Regions from separate parts of the Mus musculus genome. Here region 2 is linked to region 1. The links are chromatin contacts, called in public HiChIP or PLAC-seq maps. All regions are on one chromosome and are shown on one strand. Each heading gives the region's core, a stretch centred on a gene start, on an enhancer-like site or on the middle of the called end of the contact. The rest is flanking DNA. Distances are from core to core; before and after follow the strand shown. Region 1 has its middle 30 kb from the start of Gm13749. Region 2 has its middle 8.5 kb from the start of Gm36148.

Region 1 (3,958 bases), core at 774-3,273:
GGCAGCAAAGAGGTTAAATAAATTGGTCAAGATTCAAAACCTGCACATGCTATGATTTGACTCTAAGTCAAAGACCAATCCTTGCACAATAAGAAATAAAACTCTTCTATTGTGTCTTCCCCCTTTTTTAGTTAATTTTGGTTCCTACAGCACATTGGCGTTAGACGGAGCACACTCCTTCCAACGTTACTTTGTGACATTTGCTTGTGAGAGTTGTAGCCAGTCAATACTACCCTCATTGTCCCTGGCATAAAGCACAGTCATGGTGGCCTTGCGAATGAAGTTTCAGGAGCTTTGATTCAATTCCATTAACCAATCTTGAGAGGGGCTGGGACAAGGGGACATTAGAACCAGCCTCCCAGTGGAGTGAGCAGCTCACCTGTAAAGGAGCCTGCCCTGAGAGGTCTAGGAACTTTGATGAAAATTTTAAGGATGTAGGTAGAAAATGAATGGCAAAAACGTCCCCATCCCCCTACCCCAAGAAAGTGCCTTTAGTAAGCTAGGCCTTAACCCCTGTTCCTGTTTATGCCTCGCAGGTAAGCTTCAGGGGGTTAGGGTGGGTGGATTACTCCCTAGCAATGCCGGGAAGTCCGTCTACAAGCCAATTAGAACACACCCAGATTTGCCAGGAAAGCATTTGCCTCACTTGACTTTATTGGTTTCATAAAACAAGTGAAAGAAATCAGCAAGCTCACCATCCTAGCCAAGATGAAAGGCCAACCGGAGGCCACACAGGCTCCTGGCTGCAACCCTTCTCCTAGCATGCTATCCTGATCTGTACAGCAAGCACCATGTGGTCTCAGGAACACATCAGCTTCCATGTGATGGGAGATCTCCGATTTAGTCTCAGCACCCCTGAGTGTGTGCCCTGCATCTTGGAGAACTCACACTGTTTTTCTGAGCCTCGGCATCTTTGTCTGTCAATTTCAGGTGAGGTCACTTTATACAAGCTTGGATGTACATAATTTAAAACCTTAAAGGAAGCCAAATACTTATATGCAGAGGATCATCTTCATTCTGCCTTCACTCCCTACATTACCTTCTGGGGTTGGTGTTTAAGCCTAAACATAAATTATCTTTGCTGTTATTGACTCTCCATTGCAAGCAGTGAAGAGAGAGAGGAAGAAAGGCGAGGGAGAGAGAGAGAGAACATGTGTCCCTCGCTTGCCTTTTCTTTCTTTCTTTGTCACTTCTCAAGGTTTCTGGGAAAGGAGCAAATAGAACAGAGTGCTCTTGTCCAGCCCCTTACCCCTCCCCCTGGCCGGAGATGGACACTTTCTACTACTCCCTCTTGTCCCCTCCCCCATCCTCATCAGAGCAGTCAGGGATGTGAAAGCCCTGTGAGTAATTCCAGGGTTTGCCTGACCTTCGCCAGACAGAAACAGTGTGTGGTTCACGGTCTTTTCTGGGGTCCACAACGGGCTTTTCTGGGGTCCACCACGGGCTTTTCTGGGGCCCACCACGGGCTTTTCTGAACCTGTCCTCAGAGGCAACCTGGCAAATCAGCCTAATGGGCTGATGTGGTTCAAGACTGAGAGTGGAATCGACCCTCCTCCCTGAAAAAAAATTATAAAAAACTGTCTTTATCCCACACTGTGTTCAGTGCCCCAAACAATTACTGATGGTAATTAGCCGTCCAGAACAACAAGCACATTATATCTTGCTCAGCTGTGCTGCCATGGCTCGCGAGCAAAGGGCATTGTGTCTGAGCACAGTCGCTGTGATTTGAAAATCTCCCATGTGGACTCTGGGAAACACGACCCTTGCCGCTTCCCTCTAACCTGGAGAACCAACCCCTGGTTATTAAGCTGGAGTTTCCTTTGGGGCAGAGTTCAAAAGAGAGGCATGAGAACTTGCGCTCCAGAAAACTGTCCGTTTGTTTGAAATTTCTGACAGTCCTGCTGCTTGGTGGGGTATTTTAGCACAGGCTGGTTCTCCTGCATGCGCATCTTGGGTTGTAAGGCTTCCCACGGCCTTGATGCTGTCAATATTGGAACAGGAGCAGGGAACACACACACACACACACACACACACACTACCATGAGTCGGGGAAGCGAAAGGGTGAGAAGTTACCACTCTTTAAACCACAGGAGGGGTTGGAAAGCCAACTTACCAAAATAGCAGTTCAAAAAAAATTTTTTTGAAAAACAAATTCACCACCAAACAGTTTCTCCTGCTCCATTTATTTCAACTAGTGTGGTATTAATAGAACGCCTAACAGCAGGGAGCAGGGAAATAAATGTATTCTCACTCACAAGGGAATGACTAAATGACTCACAAATGCAAAAATAAATAAATGGCTTCCCGTGAAAATCTGAAACTGTATTACCCCAACCGAAACAACGAAGCTTTTTAACTATAACCTAACGTGCTAAATCCGATCAGTTTTATTTGAGGCCATAGATAGATCGAGCGATCAATCTCCATTATCCCCGGTTCCTTTTCATCTTCATAGTGCTATTTTTCTTCCTTCAAGACATTTCAGTTCATTTCCTCAAGCCTTCCTCAGTTTAATGGCTGATTTTCCCACCAGGAAAAAAATCTCACTTCCTCTACAGGAAACAAAGGAAACAACCAAGAAGGAAGCTTTAGAAAGATAAGTCTCAAGACTATTCAGTGAGGAGGAAGCCATTCGGGGTGAGAGGAAGATAACAGGTAGATAAATACTGTGTACCCCAGCTTCTCTCAAACCTTCTGTTAAATGTTAACAGGTGCTGCCTCCTGACACTATAAAAAGATCAACTTTTTGTCTCCTGTATAATTTGTGAACAGGTAGGCCCCGGAGGGCCTGAATGAGGTCATGCCAATTAACTCACCGGTTCCTGCAATCAGAGTGATAATGACATCCTTAGCAACCACGCTATCTATGGCACCGCCCACTGCTGTGAAAACCCTCTTCATCTAAGCAGGTTGGAGGGTGCCTGGCCAGAGCTGTGATCTCAGACCCTGCAGGCTGAGAATTACACTCACCTCCCCCACCCTCCACCCCAGTGATTCCCAGACACTCCTTCCCTAACCCAAAAGAGGAATGAGGAAATCAAATCAAATCAAAACAAACAAAAACAAACAAAATAAACTTTCTCCATCCACAAAAGCTGAGGACCGGGACTTTCCCCAGAGTCCACAGCTACTATGAGCTGCCTCATCAGAACCATCTTAGAGGAATTAATGATTGCTTGAGCCCCATCCAGCCTGCCTGGACTGTACATACTTACCCCTTGCTTTAAAAATCCTTGTAACTGGGCTGCCTTTGCTAATGGACCCTCACAGCTACTTCGTGGGACGAGATTTGATATGCCGAAGGCAGTAGAACAGAAGGCAATGTCCAAGACTAAAAGTACTTTTAAAATTCAGCTTCCTGGGACACACTGACTATATATGACAACCAGGACAGCAACCAAGAATACATCCCGCAAGTGGGCAAACTTACTTCAACAAACTTAAGCTCTAAACATTTCAGTTTGAGTCAACATTTATTATATGAACCCCCTCCCACCTGCCCCTTGGTATATTAGCTATTTGGGGAAACTTAATGAAAAAAAAGTGAGGCAAATCAGTATATCCTTACTTTCAAGGAAGTTCAAATCTATCTGGGAAAAGGGCAGGAGAAAAGAAAGGAGGAAGAGGTGAGAAGAGAGAGACAATACCCCAAAACAATAATGTGAGTTAAATGGGAAAGTAGTCTTTAGTGTGTGGAGTTCTCATGGATATAGAGGGATGTAGTTAAAACACCTGATCAGGACATTTAAATAGGTATTACAATGAGAAGCAAGGAGAGAGGAAAGAGATGAGGAAGGCAGAAAAACAGAAGCAACTGCATAGAGGCCAAGGAGTAGCTAACAATCCCCAGGAAAGCAGAGACCATGGCTAAGTAGACTTTATCCACCCCCACTTACCTGAGGTTTCTCTTTCCTGTAGCTTTAGGTACTAGCTGTCAATCATGGTCTGAAAATATTAA
Region 2 (3,583 bases), core at 851-3,350, 510 kb after region 1:
GCTAGGCCGGGGCGTGGTGGCAAACACTTTTAATCCCAGCACTCGGGAGGCAGAGGCAGGCGGATTTCTGAGTTCGAGGCCAGCCTGGTCTACAAAGTGAGTGCCAGAACAGCCAGGGCTAAACAGAGAAACCCTGTCTCAAAAAACCAAAAAAAAAAAAAAAAAAGAAAAAAAAAAAAAAAGAAAGTTCAGCTAAGATCCAAATGCATTCTATCCTTCTTACGTGCTCTGTGTGGACCATTTTCATACTCTCCCATGAACTGCAGAAATCTTCCTATTTCCACCGTTTCTACAGCTACATGTGTGTGCTATGGCACCTGGCTCTTACATAAGTGCTGGGGATCTCTGAGCTTGGGTTCTCATGCTTGTATAGGCAAGCACTTTATCCACTATGCAATCTCCCTAGCCCCTAGGTTGTAGTCTTTAATAAGATGAATAAGGTGTGTTTGATAGCTGTTCCTGGTTGTCAACTTGTACATCTGGAATGAACTCAATCCAGAAATGGAGGGCACACTTGTGATCAAGATCTTGAGACTGGAAGACACAGGCTTCTGACCCAGGTCTTGGCATGGGATAACACACGCTTTTGATCTAGAGCTTGAGGCATAGCAGCCTTGAAAAGCTTAGGCCCAGGCAAGGTAGTACACATCTCAAATCCCAGGAGACTGAGGCAAGGAGATCTCTTGAGTTCAAAGCCAGCCTGAGATAGAGCAAGTTCCAAATCTAGATGTGGTGGCACACACCTCTAATTTGGTGCATACCTTCTTCTGGAGGCCCACATAAGGACAACGGGAAAAGGAAGGCCTTCTTCTTCACCTGCTTGCACTTACTTGCCAGCACATCTGTTGGGACCTACTTCTTCAGGATTCCAGTTTAGACAGAAGACCAGTAGAAACACCTACCCTCGTGGGACTGAGTAAGTACTGGATTCTTGGACTTCCCATTCAGTTGCCCATTGTTGGGTTAGTTGGACTGCAGACTGTAAGTCAGTCTAATAATTTCCTTTAATATATAGAGACATTCCATACGTTCTGTAACTCTGGAGAACCCTGATTAGTACAGTGTGTCTCAGGTAAGACTGGAAATTGAAGCAAATTTTAGAAGAAAGTGGGGGAGTTGTCATAGTTACCTTAGGCTGTCAACTTGACATAAACAGAGTAACCCAAGAAGAGAGAACCTCAACTTAGGAATTGACTAGATCAGGTCGACCTGTGGTCATGTGGTCTATGAGACAGTTTCTTAATTGCTGACTAATATAGGAGGTCCATCCCATTGTGGTGTGCCATCTCTAGGCAGGTGGGCATGGGCTATATGAGCAAGATAGTTGAACAAGATAGCAAGGGTGGCAAGCCAGTAAGCAGCATTCCTCGTGGATTCTCCTCTCAAAACCCTGCCCTTGAGTTTCTCTCTTGGGTTCCCTTGATCATAGACTGTAACCTGTAAGCAAAAATAAACCTTCCTTTCTGCAGGATGTATGTAACTTATTTTGGATTTTATAGGAACCTAGTTGAGAGTTGAATTTTTTTTAAAGACTTATTTACTTTATGTATATGAGTACGCTGTAGCTATCTTCAGACACACCAGAAGAGGGCATTGGATTACATTACAGATGGTTGTGAGTCACCATGCGGTTGCTGGGATTTGAACTAGGATGTCTGGAAAAGCAGTCAGTGCTCTTAAACTGCTGAGCCAACTCTCCAGCCCGAGACTTTGAATTTTTAGAGACCTTGAGCTTTTAAGGTGTTGAACTTTTTAAGGACTATGGGGCTTTTAAAACTGGACTATGTTTTATATTGTGTTATTAATATGAGATCTTGTAGTCAAAAAAGAAAAGAAAGGTTATAAAGTTATGTGTTTGCATGTCAAAATTGACAAAGGCTGCAATATCATAGTTAGCTTCAGCTGTCAACTTGACAGAGACCTAGAGTCTCCTAGGATTCACAACTGAAGAATTGCCTAGATCAGTTGGGCCTGTGTCTGTAAGGTATTTACTTAACTACTTACTATTGGAGAGGCCAGTACACTGTCCCTAGGCAGGTGAACCTGGGCTATATAAGAGAAGGAGCTGAACAAGAGATTGACAGCTTCAGTCAGAAGAGTCCTCTGCGGTTTCTGCTTCAACCACAGAGCTCCTGCATTGAGTTCTTGCCCTGGCTTCCTTTGTTAAATGACTGTAACCTATAAATGGAAATAAACCCTTTCCTCCCCAAGTTGGTGTCATCCATGATGTTGTTCATACTGACAGGAAGCAAATTAGGAAGAAGTTAATTCTACAGGTGCTGGGAGAAGGAAGAACTGGAGTGAAGACTCTCTAGCGGAAATACACACTGCATGATTGAGAAACGTCCAAGAGGCCAGGAGGTGTGGAGCAAAGGGTCTGAGAACGCAGAAGGAGGAGAGGCAAGGCGGGAGCCTTATAGGACTTGACCAAGACTGCCGTTTATTCTGCCTGAAGCAGGCAGTGGGAGCATAAGTAGAGGAGAGCCATGGTCTAACTGTTCTGAAATTTATTCCGGTCACTGTGTTGAGAATAGAATTGCTGTGTGGCCAAGCCAAAAGGAGAAAAACCTGTTAAGGGGTAATTATAGGTGAGAGATACTGCTGCTGCCGCCGGCCAAAATAGTATGAACAACGGAAGGCAGATTCTGGATTTTTGGACCTTGCTGGGTTGGGTACGGGGTGTAAGTGATAGAGAAGAGCCAAGAATGATGCCAGAGACTTCTTTCTGAGAGGCTACACACTGGAGTTATCATGAGGACAGAAGATAATGGCAAAAGAATGCAAAGAGAGGTCAGCTCCGAAGATATATACATAAATATAACATTTATACAGACTGAGCAGGATATTTATATATATGTGTGTGTGTATAAACATATATATAACCTATACCTTATATATACATACATATATACCTTATATGTGTGTATGTGTATATGTGTGTGTGTGTGTATGGTATATATGTACATATATATAAGGCATATATATATGTGTGTGTATATATATATATATATATGGTCATACACACACATATATATAAACATATACACATACATATATATGTATATATGTACATATACACATACATACATATATATGTATATATGTACATATACACAGACACAGGTAACATCAATTAAAGAAAAAGAAGCCATGGATTTAAAGGTAAGCAAGATAGGGCTACATAGATGGAGGACTTGGAGAGCACAAAGGGAAGGGGAAAATGGTGTAATTATATTAAAATTTCAAAAATGTTTAAAGAATGCAAATAGCAAGACACGAGCAAAGAATACAAATGTGGTTGCCTGGCAACCTTCCATTGGCACTTTCTGGTAAGATAGAGCAAGCACAAGGAGAGTGGGTGTCTGTGAACTGAAAGAAACTGAGTTCAGCAGAGGGGCACATTTCAGATATGTTCATTGCTTCTTTCCAACACTCCTGATGTAACAGCAACATTGCAACAAGGAAAAAAAAAAAAAAAGGACAGAAACCAAAGTCTCTGCAGCTAAAAGTGATTTAAAAGAATTAGACTCTGAACATGAAAAACTTCCAAAACTGCTTAAAATGATTTGCCTATACTTGTCTT

Evidence for each region. HiChIP or PLAC-seq counts read pairs in DNA pulled down with a chosen protein or histone mark.
Region 2: a contact with region 1 is called in a BATF HiChIP or PLAC-seq map of CD8 T cells, with 6 read pairs. The contact joins two enhancer-like sites. A contact is called at or near these places in 2 of 115 datasets of contacts at active chromatin or transcription factors (CD8 T cells and fibro-adipogenic progenitors).

Annotation. Positions count from the first base shown.
Region 1 is chr1:63,993,153-63,997,110 of GRCm38.p6, forward strand. No RefSeq gene overlaps it. Among named protein-coding and RNA genes, the nearest start is that of Gm13749, 30 kb to the left of the region's middle. RefSeq lists an enhancer at 142-3,420. Within about 2 kb of position 2,024, at least 115 of the 459 cell types and tissues checked have an H3K27ac peak or open chromatin away from gene starts, as enhancers often do. A contact at or near this core is called in CD8 T cells, where this site is marked.
Region 2 is chr1:64,506,546-64,510,128 of GRCm38.p6, forward strand. No RefSeq gene overlaps it. Among named protein-coding and RNA genes, the nearest start is that of Gm36148, 8.5 kb to the right of the region's middle. Within about 2 kb of position 2,101, at least 34 of the 459 cell types and tissues checked have an H3K27ac peak or open chromatin away from gene starts, as enhancers often do. A contact at or near this core is called in CD8 T cells, where this site is marked.